Linked DNA regions of Arachis hypogaea: region 1 is linked to region 2. The links are chromatin contacts, called in public Hi-C maps. All regions are on one chromosome and are shown on one strand. Each heading gives the region's core, a stretch centred on a gene start, on an enhancer-like site or on the middle of the called end of the contact. The rest is flanking DNA. Distances are from core to core; before and after follow the strand shown. Region 1 holds the start of LOC140180671. Region 2 holds the start of LOC112763855 (24-methylenesterol C-methyltransferase 2).

Region 1 (6,335 bases), core at 1,808-4,307, 260 kb after region 2:
ATCCGTTTGGTACTATGCGAGAATAATTAAAAACTGTATAAAAAGTTAGGAGAATAATTAAAGTTGAAAATAGGACACTAATTTTAAAAGTTTAGCCCAATTTAGAGTCAAACGGGCCAAAAATGCTAACGGGTTAGATCGGGCCCAAAACAACATATATAAGTTCAATAAATGAGCTTTTCAGCTCATACAGTCCACCAAAATACAACACACCAGCTGCATATGTAAAGAGAGGAGAAGTGTTACTATTCATCCACCACTTCCGGGGGACATAACTCGAGCTACGGTGCTCCGATTTGAGTGTCGTCAGCGGCTACGCGAAGCTCTTACCGAGCCCGACAGTTCTATCTAACCTTTGTTGGTAAGATTTTGAATTTTTATCTCCTTTTCTCTGCCCTAAAATTCAGAAAATATGGGTGATAATTTTGAAGGAATTGTTGTGTTTTGATTGTTTAGGTGGTACTTAAGGTTGGACAATTGGTGGTTTGTACCCCAAACACCATCGGAAAAGGTAAGGAAACTCTTTACCTTGTGAAATTGTGATTTTCATGAACCCTAGGTATTTATTTGTGGTAATTAATGTGTATAGCTTGGGAAAAATTGGTTGTTGATGCTTGTTGAAGCTTGTTGGTGATTTTGGAAGCTTGGAATTGGATTTCAAGCTGGAAATTCTATTGGTAAAGTGTTGAGTCCCAAAAGCTTGAGGAAAAAAGTGAAAATTGCAATTGTTCCGAGTTAGACAGGAATCGGCCAAGGTATGATTTTGGTTTTCTGTATCTAAAATGTAATATGGTGTGAAAACTTAGGCTAGAGACCCTAAGATATGAGATGAATTATTGATGTTCTTGATTGGTTGAAATAAATTGTGTTGTAGTATATGTGATTAGTGGAGTTTAAAATGTTGATATGGTTGTTGGATGAAGTGGATTATGTTGAAAATATGTGGATAATGATAGAATGATTGTGAATGGTGATAATTATTGGTAAGACATGTGAAGTTGTATGTGATATGGATTGGTATGCTTAAATGTTGGTGAGATTGGTGCTCTTGTTCGTAAGCATGCTTGGGTGTGTGAAATTGATATGTGTGTACATGTGGTGATTGTTGAACTTGAATATTTGTTTGGGAAATTGAGATATGGAATGTAGATTATGAATTGAATTCTTGAATTGAGATTTGGTTAAATGTGGAAGAATTGGTGAGTTGATGATTGAATGAGGTTTGGAAATAATTACTATTGGAAATGTGGGTTTTAGTTGGTTTTGGATGAAATTGGAAGTGCATGTTTTTAGAAATTGGAAGTTTATGAGTTTTGGCAAAAATGCAAATTCGATGAACTTCAACGGATCATATTTTGAGCTATTGTTTTTGGAATTTGATGATTTTTATATCAAATGAAAGATGATTTCATAAGCTTTAAAATTGTTTAAATTTGGTTGAAATCTGAATTTTATGGAAGGAGATATGATCGTTGAAAGTTTGGGCCTGAAATCTGAATTCTGCAAGTTCTGCAGAATTTGTGATTTCTAGTTTGTGTGCGCACGCACAGGCTTGTGCGCATGCACACCCTGTGGATTTCTGGACCTATACGCACGCACACACTTGTGTGTACGCACACACAGGGAAGTGGTTGTGGCTGGGAGCGGTAGCACGCCCTATGCGCGCACACAAACAATAAGATTTTTGCAAGATGTGCGTGCGCACAGCTCTGTGCGTACACACACGTTGGGAAGGACGTTCTATTGATGGCACTGGCACACCTTGTGCGCGCACTCAACAATGGAAAAATTTCTTTCTGTGCATGCGCACATAAATGTGCGTACGCACGCGACCCTGTTTTCTTATAAAACCCTCATTTTCAAGTCTTTCGCCTTCCTAACAATCTTGCGACCTTCCGAGATGCTGTTTCAGGCTTATAAACTCCCATTTTCATCTTTTAAATCTTAAATTAATGTAGAATGCCTAGTGATTAAGAGGAAGCTAGGAAAGGGGATATAATGAGGAGTTATGATTAATGATGATGTTATGAGTTGTTAAGGAGAATGGTGGAGTGATGTGTATGATATGAGCCGAATGGCTGCGTATGAGATGAGGCGAATGGCTGTATGTGAGATGATGGTTTGTGACTGATTGTGAATGAATAATAAAGATGATGAAATCGGAATTGATTACGATGTGCCTCCGGGTAAGAGGTGAGAACGCCGGGTAAGATGTAGTGGTATTATCCACTTACTCCGGGTATGAAATGAGAATGAATGGTAATGATAATGAAAGTGTGTTTCTGTATGTGACTTTGGATAAGATGTAGTGGTGTTATCCACTTGCTCCGTGTAAAAGCCAATAAGTCGGGTAAGATGCAATGGTATTATCCACTTGCTCCAAGAAAGTCCAAGGCTTCGGGTAAGACGCAAGGGCTGTGTTCTGTTGCCGCTTGCTTCGGGACGAGAATGTAACACTGCTTGGATAAGAGGCAGGGTGAAGTTGTTCCCTGCTCTGGGTACGTGGGTATATGGATGCCTAGGAAATAAGGTTTTTAAATCAGTCGATTGACACATGTACCACGTGAAAAGGTAAAGACTACTATATGAGACTTTTTTCAAACATACAAAAAGGTTGCATGAGTTTTTTTGACCTTTATACAGTTGATGGTGTTGTTTATGCCACATTTAAGGAAGCTTGCTACGCTTTGGGTTTGTTACAAGATGACAAGGAACTTATTGATGCTATATTAGAGAAAAGCTCACAAAATTTGTTTCTGTTTTTATTGTTGTCTAAAAACATTAACAGGCCAGATGTTGTATGGCAGCAATGTTACCATCAACTTTCTGAAGACATCTTATATTCAAAATGTAGAATGCTAGTTACAATTTTTTATTCAATTATGCACGTGATGAATATTTTCATATGACAAATTATTTAAGATTTTGCCCTTTTATATATGCAGATTTGCAATTGTTTAAGGAATAGATAATGAACATAATTCTGTCAAAGATTGAGGAAAGATTGTAATCAAATGCGAGAATCTTAGGGAGTTCGAAAACATGTTGTTGCCATGTATGGATGCAATTAATGGGTTAGATGATCATATTATCATAGATGAATTAAATTTTGACAAGTTAGTGCTCAAACATGAGTTAGAGATCAACCTTGCCTGCATGAACATGAAACAAAAGGGCACATTTAATAAAGTTATTACAGTTGTAGATCAAGATGCGGGTGGGTTATTTTTTGTGTTCAAGTATGGTGAAACTGCCAAAATGTACTTTCACAAGATTATGTCTATTGTTATACGTAGTAAAAATAAAATTTTTCTAAATACAACCTCCAGTGGAATTGCATCTCTCTTACTTCCAAATGGACGTACAACTTATTCTAGATTCAAGATACTGCTTGAGTTAAATGAGGACTCAGTGTGTTGTAAACAGGGGACATCGCTTGCTAAGTTGGTCTGTAGAGCTAAATTTATTATATGGGATGAGATTTCCACGTTGAATAAGTTATGCTACGAAGCTCTAGACAAGTCTTTGAGAGATATTTTCTGTTTTGAACCAAACTACAATGCCTATCTACCATTTGGCAAAAAGATGGTTGTTTTAGGTGGTGACTTCGCTGGTAATACCAATAGGATCACGTTAAGACATTGTTTATGTATCAATAAATTCATCATCTCTATGGCACTGTTGCAACATCCTGAGGTTGACTAAAAACATGAGACTTACAAATAGAGGTGGCAATTATGGAGATATCAAAACAGCTAAATTTGCTAAATAGGAAAATTGGAGATTGGCTTACTAAGGATTCCACTGAAGGTGATCTATAGTGAATATCCCTGAAGAAATTGTTATTGATGATACAAATGATTGTTTGGTATGTTGGTAAACTTTGTTTATCCGGACTTGATGGCAAACCTAACCAATTCAACATACATCAAAGAGTGTACAATCCTTGCACCAACATTGAAAGTGGTCAACAATGTTAATAACCACACTATGGATTTTCTAATTGGTGACAAAAAAATCTATTTTAGTTCTGATTCGTTGTGCATTGAGGATGGTAATATGGAATATGAATTAGATACTTTCACACCTGATGTTCTTAATTGTATAAATTGTTCAAGATTACATCCTTATAAGTTAACACTAAAACAAGGTGTACTTGTGATGTTATTGAGCCAAATGCATGATTATAGGTAAGAAGACTGGAAAATTATGTAGCCAAATGCATGATTTTGACTAAAGAAAAAACCGAGGACATAGTTCTTATTCCATATATGGACATGATCCTAAACAACCAAACTCTTCCATTTATATTTCAATGCATGCAGTTCCTATAGTTGTTTCATTTGCTATGAAAATAAATAAGTCACAAGGTCAAACACTCAGCATCGTAGTCTGTACTTACGTAAACCAGTATTCACGCATGATCAATTGTGCATGGCTCTTTCAAGGGTGAAGTTCAAAAAAGGGTTGAGAGTCTTGATAGAGAACATCAGAAAACTGAGAAATCATCAACAATGAATGTTGTGTACAAAGAGATTTTTCAGAACTTAGGTGGGCTTTGAATTTTTTTTCCTATGAATATTATTTTTGCATACCTTCACTTTGTAGTTGCCTTTTTTTTTTCTAAGTCATTATGTCATATCTTTCCCATTTTAGAACATGTTAAAAGTACATTTTATGCGAATTAAATTTTTAGATGAGTATATGCAGTTTGAGTTTTATAACAAGTATTACAGCGCGGTTGGTGAAGGCCTATATTATTGAACTGGATATCTCAAGTAAATTTTTTTTAAATAAATAATTTAAATGCTTTATTTATGTATATAGGCAACTTAGAGACAATTTACCGATTTGTGTCCTATTATTTATCTCATTTACAATAAAAAAAAACAAGTTGATTATAGGCGTATTTCGTATACATTATAAACGAGATAAGATACAAAGACATACTAATGTATCCCATTGTAAACGAAATAAGACACAGGCGCGCCTATATAAGGTGATGGTTATCAATGGCTAAGAGAAGCGGGGTTGAATCTTGACCTCCTTTTATTTTGCTTAAAACCTTGAGTTTAGTTGAGATCCAATGAGCCAAAAACAAGAGAGTCTGTGGTTGTCTCTTGACGCAGTAGGAGCCAAAACTGAGTAACGTGCAAGGAGTGTTATAAAGAAGAGTTGCTGGATAGTAGAAACAGGAGATACTTTTATTTTGTCTACTTTGATTCAGAACCAGAAATAGAGAAGAGAAAGGATAATTACACACAGATGTATCTTGATTCAGCTACTCAGTGCAATGTACCCTACATCTAGTCTCCATCACAACAGTGACAAAATTTCACTATCTGTCAACAGAATTACATGCACCAATTCTCCCTAAGATTCTACCCAATCCTATCTGGGACAAGTCTAGTTTCTAACCCAAACCAAACTTGACAAGGAACTCACCTAGCTTTTCAACCACAAAGTGCTAACCCAAACCAAACTTGACTAGGAACTCCTTTTTGTTATTTGCCCTTGGATGTGATTTTTACCTTTTGCCCTAGCCTCTTTGACCTTCCCTTCTTTGCTTGAAAATGAAAATTTTGCTTTTTATTCTTCAATTTGCCCTAGCTCAGAGTTTCTCTTTCTTCTTTCTTTTCCTCTGAGACTTCACGTGGGTGTTTGAAAGAAAAGAGATAAGAGAGATTTTTGGTTCGGTGGTAATGTGAAATGGTTCAAATGAAATTGAAATTGAGTCACCTAGTTAGCAACTAAGATGAATGAGTGGATTTGGGTGTGGACCACCGTTTAGGCTTAGGTTGTGGACATGGGCTTGTTTATGTTCTTGGGCTAGATAACTTGCTTTTCTTCAATATAGTTCAGCCACTCAATTTTGGAGTAAGAGTGATTGTATGAGTGTTTTGTTCAAGTTGAATCATTCTTGGGATTGTGTTCATGCTTCTTGGGCCTAGTTCAATTAAGTTAATTTCCTGCATACTAAACACAATAAATCACACAAATAATTGGCTAATAAGCCAATAATATTTAGTCATCATCTTAATGATATTTTAGTTCTTTAAACTCAACATAAGGAACTTGCTGGAAACACCAAGATTTATTCCTTTTGGTTGACTTCGGTGGTTTCCTACCACTTTGAGCAGTTTTCTTGCTATGGTTGAACTTTTCAAACATTACGGCACGTTCAGATGCACGCTCGGAGGATATCAATAGGCTGAATACCACGTGCCATATTGATGGGGCCATGAACTTTGAAGTTAGTGTTGTTATGTTTTAGATTTAATTACACTCTTGGTCCTATAGTTTCACCAATTCTTTTGGGTTTAATTAACTTTAAT
Region 2 (6,429 bases), core at 584-3,083:
TATACTTGTCCGTCGTAACCCACTCATAAGAAACGTAGAGTGCGCCAGGTTTCAAAACCCTAAAAATTTGAGCGTACACATCTTCGAGCTTGGGTGCGTGACAAGTGGCTTCTATGGAGTACGCGCCGTCAAAGCTGTTATCAGGGAACGGCATCTCCAAGAAATTGCCGCACACAACTTCGCAGAGAGAGTCCAGCCCGGCCTTCTTGTTATGGATCCTGGCCCGGTTCACCTGGTACTCGTTGATGGTGATGCCCACCACGTTGGCTCTCGAGTGGGCTGCGATGGCACGCATGGGCCCACCTACTCCGCACCCGACGTCCAGTATTCTGTGACCAGGCTTCGCCTGGATGAGATCGACGGCCATCTCCTCGTGGAGGCGCGTGGCGTCACGGTGGGACTTGCCGGGTATTGAAGGGGAGAAATGGAAGGACTGACCCCAACCCCACTCGTAGATGTCAGTTACGAGGTTGTAGAATGTGTCGACGAAGTCTGGAACCTTCTCGGCGGTTTCGATTTCCTTTGGGCGGCGGAAGAAGGACCAGTATTGCTTGTAGTTGTCTTGGACTTTCTCGGCGGATATGGAGCCGCCGGACAGATCGGTGGCGCGCTTGCCCTTCTGCTCGGCGGGGCCCAAAATGCAGACGAACCAGTAGAGGCCGCCGGCGAGAAGTGCTCCGGTACAGAAGAGAGAGAGCGAATCCATTGGGAGAGGGAAGAGAAAGAAAAGGGGCAGAGAATTTCTCAGCCTACTTTACTTTGGAGGCGCTGGATGTGTTAACTAGCTAGTACTCCTCTCTAGTTAAGTGAAGCGAGACCCTTTGTCTTTCTCTCCCACATATTTATTATTATTTTTTTTTTTAATTTTATTATTCATTTCAACCAAATAGATACATCCTCAAAATAATAATCTCACGGAAAAAAAAACACTAATGACAAATTATGTTATCATATATAGAAGAGAAATTTTTCGAATGGGTAATTTTTTTATTAAACCAAATTGTTTTAGCATATCAGATATTTTCTGCGACCTTATTATATTTATTTATTACTTATTAATTTCAAGGGAAAAAAAATCTTCTGTGTCTTTTGTTTTTGTGTCCGTCCACGTGCTTGGCGCGTGAATTCTGGTTTGTTTTGTTTAATCAGATGAACAACCCAACCCCCCATTGTTTAGGCGATGGTGAAGATCTAAGAAATAAATCTTCACATGAAGAAGACAAATCTAATGGTAATAAATAGACATGTGGCTTGGTATGACATATAGCTAAGTTCCCTCGAATACACCATAAAACTTGTCTAATGTACCTGCTGCCGCATGTTAAACCTGTCGCCGCCGAAGTATCACCGAGTTATCGTGTTGGAGATTGCCTCCTCCGGCCATAACGGACATTGGACCCTGAATAATTTGGACGGCACTAGAGCTTGAGTTTAGCAGCTTAAAGGGGGTGTTTTGAGCCGCCAAAAAAATAAGGAACAAGCAATTTCGAACCAATTTAAATTAGCTGAGTGATTAATTCAATCTTTTGTTTAAATAAATGTTCGATGGTCCAATTCCACCATTTCAAAGCAGTAATTATTTGTCTCTCAACAAATTCTTAACTAGAATTTAAATTTACGAACTTGCAGTGGAGGATGTACCACTTTGGGAGCACTAACGACAAACGTGCAGGCTAAGAAAGAGGGAAACTTACAGCGCCGATGGAGTTATTAACGAGATGGCGCCAGGGTCACGGTGGTGGTTTGTGAGTCATTCTTGACTTCTTGTGATGAGAGAGGAGGAAATTAGGACCAAAGAAGATGACATGATCTTCTCTCATCATAAACACATGGCATACATCTTCAGATTAATAGTGTCTTATAGAAAGGACAATTTTTCTTTCTTGATTATAACATCCACTAATTTTCTATTTTTCGTTAATTATCTTATTTAAATGAATAACTTAGTGTCACTATGAATACTTAATTAATAATATATGAATTATAAGATATTATGGGCAAGACAAGAATGTATAATTCAAAAATTCAATTGTCACAAAAAAATTCAAAAATTAAATAAATCTATTAAACTAAAGTTAGCATTTTAACATAGAATCTGGAAGTCCTAAGATGGCCGCCTCGACCACATGTAGAGGTAATTAGATTTAAACTCAAATTAATTACATTAATTATATTTGATAGGTGAATAACAAAAGTTAACTTATAATCAGTTAATAAAAAAAATTGAAAATCAAGTATTTAAAATTCATACAAACTGGTCATTAGTTGATTTTTATTATTTTTAATTTATCCATTATTGATTATTGATTAATAATTTAAGTTCACAAAATTAAAAATTAAAAATTAAAAAAATGCAACAAACGCAGCACAAGGCTTTCTTCTTCTTCTTCTTATTATTATTATTATTATTATTATTATTATTATTTTTTTTTTTAAAGTTAAGAATAAGACTCAAACTCGCCCGCTCTAAATAAATATGGAAAGACTATATTATTTAAGATATAATTCATTGACATCATTATTATTATTATTATTATTATTATTTCTAGAATCTAAATTATTATTTATTTATTCTTTATTTTTTTTTTATTTATGGGCTAAGTCCATTAACCTTGTCCGGATTCCACAGCTCCATCCATCCATTCTTAGGGATGTCAGTGGAGTGGGTAGGGACGACCGGACGAGTATTTGTCCTATCCAACTTTGTTCCGTCCTCTTTGCACTCTTATACTACCCGCTTCACTCCTATCCGGAGTATTACTCTAACTCGCCCCACCCTTATCCGCTCTTATAAAAAATAAATAATATTTTAATTTTTATATATTCTTATATAAATTAAGATAAAAATTTAAAATTTATATTTAAATTAAAATACAAACATAAGATTTATATAATGTCAAATAACTTGAAATTAAAAAAAGTTAATAATTGATCATTACAAATTTCACACTATAATAAAAAAAAAATCGCATCATTAAATATAAGAGAATTTTCAATTTTTATTCTTGATCACTTTTCACATCTTCATCATCACTAAAGGTTTGAAGGTCAAAATTTAAACTTAAAAATAAAAAAAAGATAGCAATTAATTGTCACCAAATTAAGAAGTTCTATTTCAAAAATAAAACATAATACTCTACATCAAAAACTTATTGTAAGATTGATAATACATACTAGAGATGAGTCGCCAATGTGCAAAACGGGCAGCGTAGCGTCCCCATGAAGACTGTAGTTGCCGTTGCGCTTGATTCATCCTCTTCTCTGTTCATTTCAAGCCTTTAAAAAATGAAATATTATCTAAACCTTCAATTGAATAATACCAATATAGAAACCAATTCAATTAGACACATTTTATGGATTCCCTACTTTGTAGACTAGTTTATTGGCTTTACCGTTTCAATAACTTGGCGTCAACTTTGGCAAATGCTTCCTCTAATACTTCTTCAATGGCTTTGAAATCTTTCTCAACCAATATTAACCCACCTTGTAAGGGTTCAAGACACTCCTTGTAGAATTTCTCCCTATAATTTGTACTTGGCACATCAAATCAACAAATCAGATTATGTAAAGAATAATAATTCAACTCATTACATATCCTTAAATTAATTAATATTGTGTATCCTATGAAAATAATTAACAATGTGTATTAACATAGAACGTGCTTGAGAAACTCAACAAAAACACTCCTAATATTAGCTTTATTATCACTTTTAACAGGATTTGATTCTTCTAAATTTAAAACATTATTATCGTTGCTTGTGGAGTTTCTACAATCAAACACATTAATATATTAAATTATCATATATTATATATATGTCCTTATAATCACTAAACATGACAAAATAGTGAAAAACATACCTATCACAAGTATTGCACATTGTACTCACCTATCAACTCAATTCATTTTCATTTTTTGAACATTGTCAAATTTAATTGTATGATTTTGGGCATGCTTGCCTTAGGTTTTAGTTTGATATCATTTCATTTCTGGATATGGTTGACTATTTATTCATCGGTTATTATTAGAAGGTTTGTGAAATCACCGAAATAAATTTGAAACATTTTAATAGTAGCCAAATTAAATTGATAACGGTATGCACACAAGGATAATTAATTAAAAATCATCTTTACCATAAGACTAGTTTCAAGGCAAAATCATGAAATGCTATATGTACACTTAATTCAATTGTGTTCACACGATAAACATGTAAGCATATTTTTTTGAATAATAACTGATAAATCATATTTTTTTGGTATAGGTTGTTGTTCATTATTTGTCAAAATTTTTAGTTCAATTTTTTTTATAGTTATTTCAAACTGAGCTTCCTGTATTTTTTGCAGAGATGGTAGAGCATGCTTGTGTGATGGCAAATCTACAAAGACAGAGGGGCTCAGAGGCTTACAGACGGTCAGAGACAGAGAAAAAAGGCTCCGGTGACAGGCTCACATGCAATGGCGACGATCAATCTCACAACGACGACGACTAAGCGATGAATCTGTGGAAGAACAAGAGAAGAAATTATATCTTGCAATGATGGAAAGATAGAGAGCGCGAGAGAGCAAGAGAGAGAGGAACTTACGGAGTTGTGTGAGCTGAGCAGCGACAGCGAGGAGCAGCGGGACTAAGCGGTGATGCCAAGGAGTTGTGGCGATGGCAACGAGCTGCGGCGACGGCGCAATGGCGGAAAGGGATGAGAGGCTGAGCTAAGCTACAAGGAGCTTTGGTTCTATGAGGAAGAAGAAGATGACTTAGGAGTTGGGGTCTGATGGTTGGTGGAGGCACTTAAAAACCCTAATCTCTAAAAACATGTATATATTATGTACTCCGAGGCGGGTACGAGCGAGTTTACCCTGACCTCGACTCCACCCCGTCCCAACCTGGTAGATGCGGGTCGGGTACCCGTGGGTTCGGGTATTCCTGCTGCCACCCTTATCTATTCCCAGATCCCCATCGTTACTTATAATTCTTTATTTTTTCATCGCACAGAGAAAGCTCTCCATGGTCGTTGTTGTAGGACTCTTCCCAACGGAATCTCCCATGTTCTTTGAATCTGGAATAAATGAAGATGATGGTGCATTTTTCGATCAAATCTCTCCATTGGCGGTGTCCTCAAGGAAGCTCCGCCGTAGAGGATTGAGAGAACGAGCTCTCCACACAACCTTTTCTCCGCCAGTACTTTAAATTCCGATAATACTTCCTTCGGTCCTTGCTTCTTCGGCTATTGTTGTTTCTATTTTGCTGCTCATATCTTCATCAACGGTTATCTCTGTAACACCCTAATTAGCCTAAGCTTTACCTCGTATCGTAAAGTAAAGGTTAATCAAAGGTTACGACAGTTCTAAACTCATACATATAATATATATAGAAGAAAATAATATAATCTAGAAGCCCGATGAATGATATAGCTCAAACACAGGATTTGAAAAGCGCAAAACGTACTAACAAAACTACTAACTTAAAGCACAAGATATAGATAAGATATAGCAAAAGACAATAGTATAATATCATAAGAATCTAGCAACGGCTCGCGGAGTTTAAGCCAGCTAGTCATATACAGACTATACAGAAACCAGACAGTAAAATCAGCTTATACAGTTTTTCTCTCTCAATACAAGCCTCTAGGAAAAAACAAAATACAAAAGTGAGAGATGTATAACAAAATAAATAAAAAAGACTCCAAGAGTAACAGGATCCTCCGCTTCTGTCACCATCCAAACAACTCACCGAGGTAGGTTGCGACCTGCATCTGAAAAACACAACAGAAATATGGTATGAGAACCGGAGATTCTTAGTATGGTAACAGTGTCCAGCGATGTAGGATATAAGACCCCGGGACGCCAAAGGCAATCCTAGACTTTATATCCATCACAAGATTCATCTTAGGCATACTAAAACAATAAAGTATATATATAGATCTTAACATAAATAAACAGGGTAAACTATCTTAGGGGATTTTTATTCTAACCAAACGCCGCTGTCCCGCAGCCTTCACCAACTGATCCTCCATGCGATCCCATCGCCACCGCCTTCCGAACCTCCTCAATCCCAGTAAAAATCACAATTAATTACAATGCAAGTAAAACACAAGTAGAAGCATATAAGGCAAGTAGTTCAAGTAAGCCAATAGGCATATTATACAAATAGGCAAACCATTACAAGTAGTCAAAGCATACAAACAGATAGAAGATACACATGATGAATGCCTGCCTATTGGCTGTGATATCACATTGTCGGTTCAACTGCCAACCCGACACATCTCCATGGAGATGTCGCCCTTCGGAATCATCATTGGGAACCCCCGAGATATAGTGCTCGGATCATTGTCCAGGGTTTTGTGCCTGCACACTCTTGCCACAGATCTCACATCTCAATGTAAGCAGGATTTAACCACCGTTCTTACGCCGCCGCCGCTACCTCGATAGGCAGGA

What was found. A called contact is a pair of places that touch in the nucleus more often than the background predicts.
Region 1: a Hi-C map of leaf shows a contact between it and region 2, with 2.2 times the contacts expected there. The contact joins the promoter of LOC140180671 here to the promoter of LOC112763855 in region 2. A contact is called at or near these places in 2 of 8 Hi-C or Micro-C datasets (both in leaf).

The regions. Positions count from the first base shown.
Region 1 is chr17:106,621,539-106,627,873 of arahy.Tifrunner.gnm2.J5K5, forward strand. It overlaps LOC140180671, which reads left to right and starts at 3,058. Exons shown (of 2, transcript XM_072221940.1): 1 at 3,058-3,613; 2 at 3,727-3,821. The coding sequence starts at 3,058. The coding sequence ends at 3,821.
Region 2 is chr17:106,359,783-106,366,211 of arahy.Tifrunner.gnm2.J5K5, forward strand. It overlaps LOC112763855 (24-methylenesterol C-methyltransferase 2), which reads right to left and starts at 1,834. Exons shown (of 3, transcript XM_025809411.3): 1 at 1,695-1,834; 2 at 1-1,399. The coding sequence starts at 706.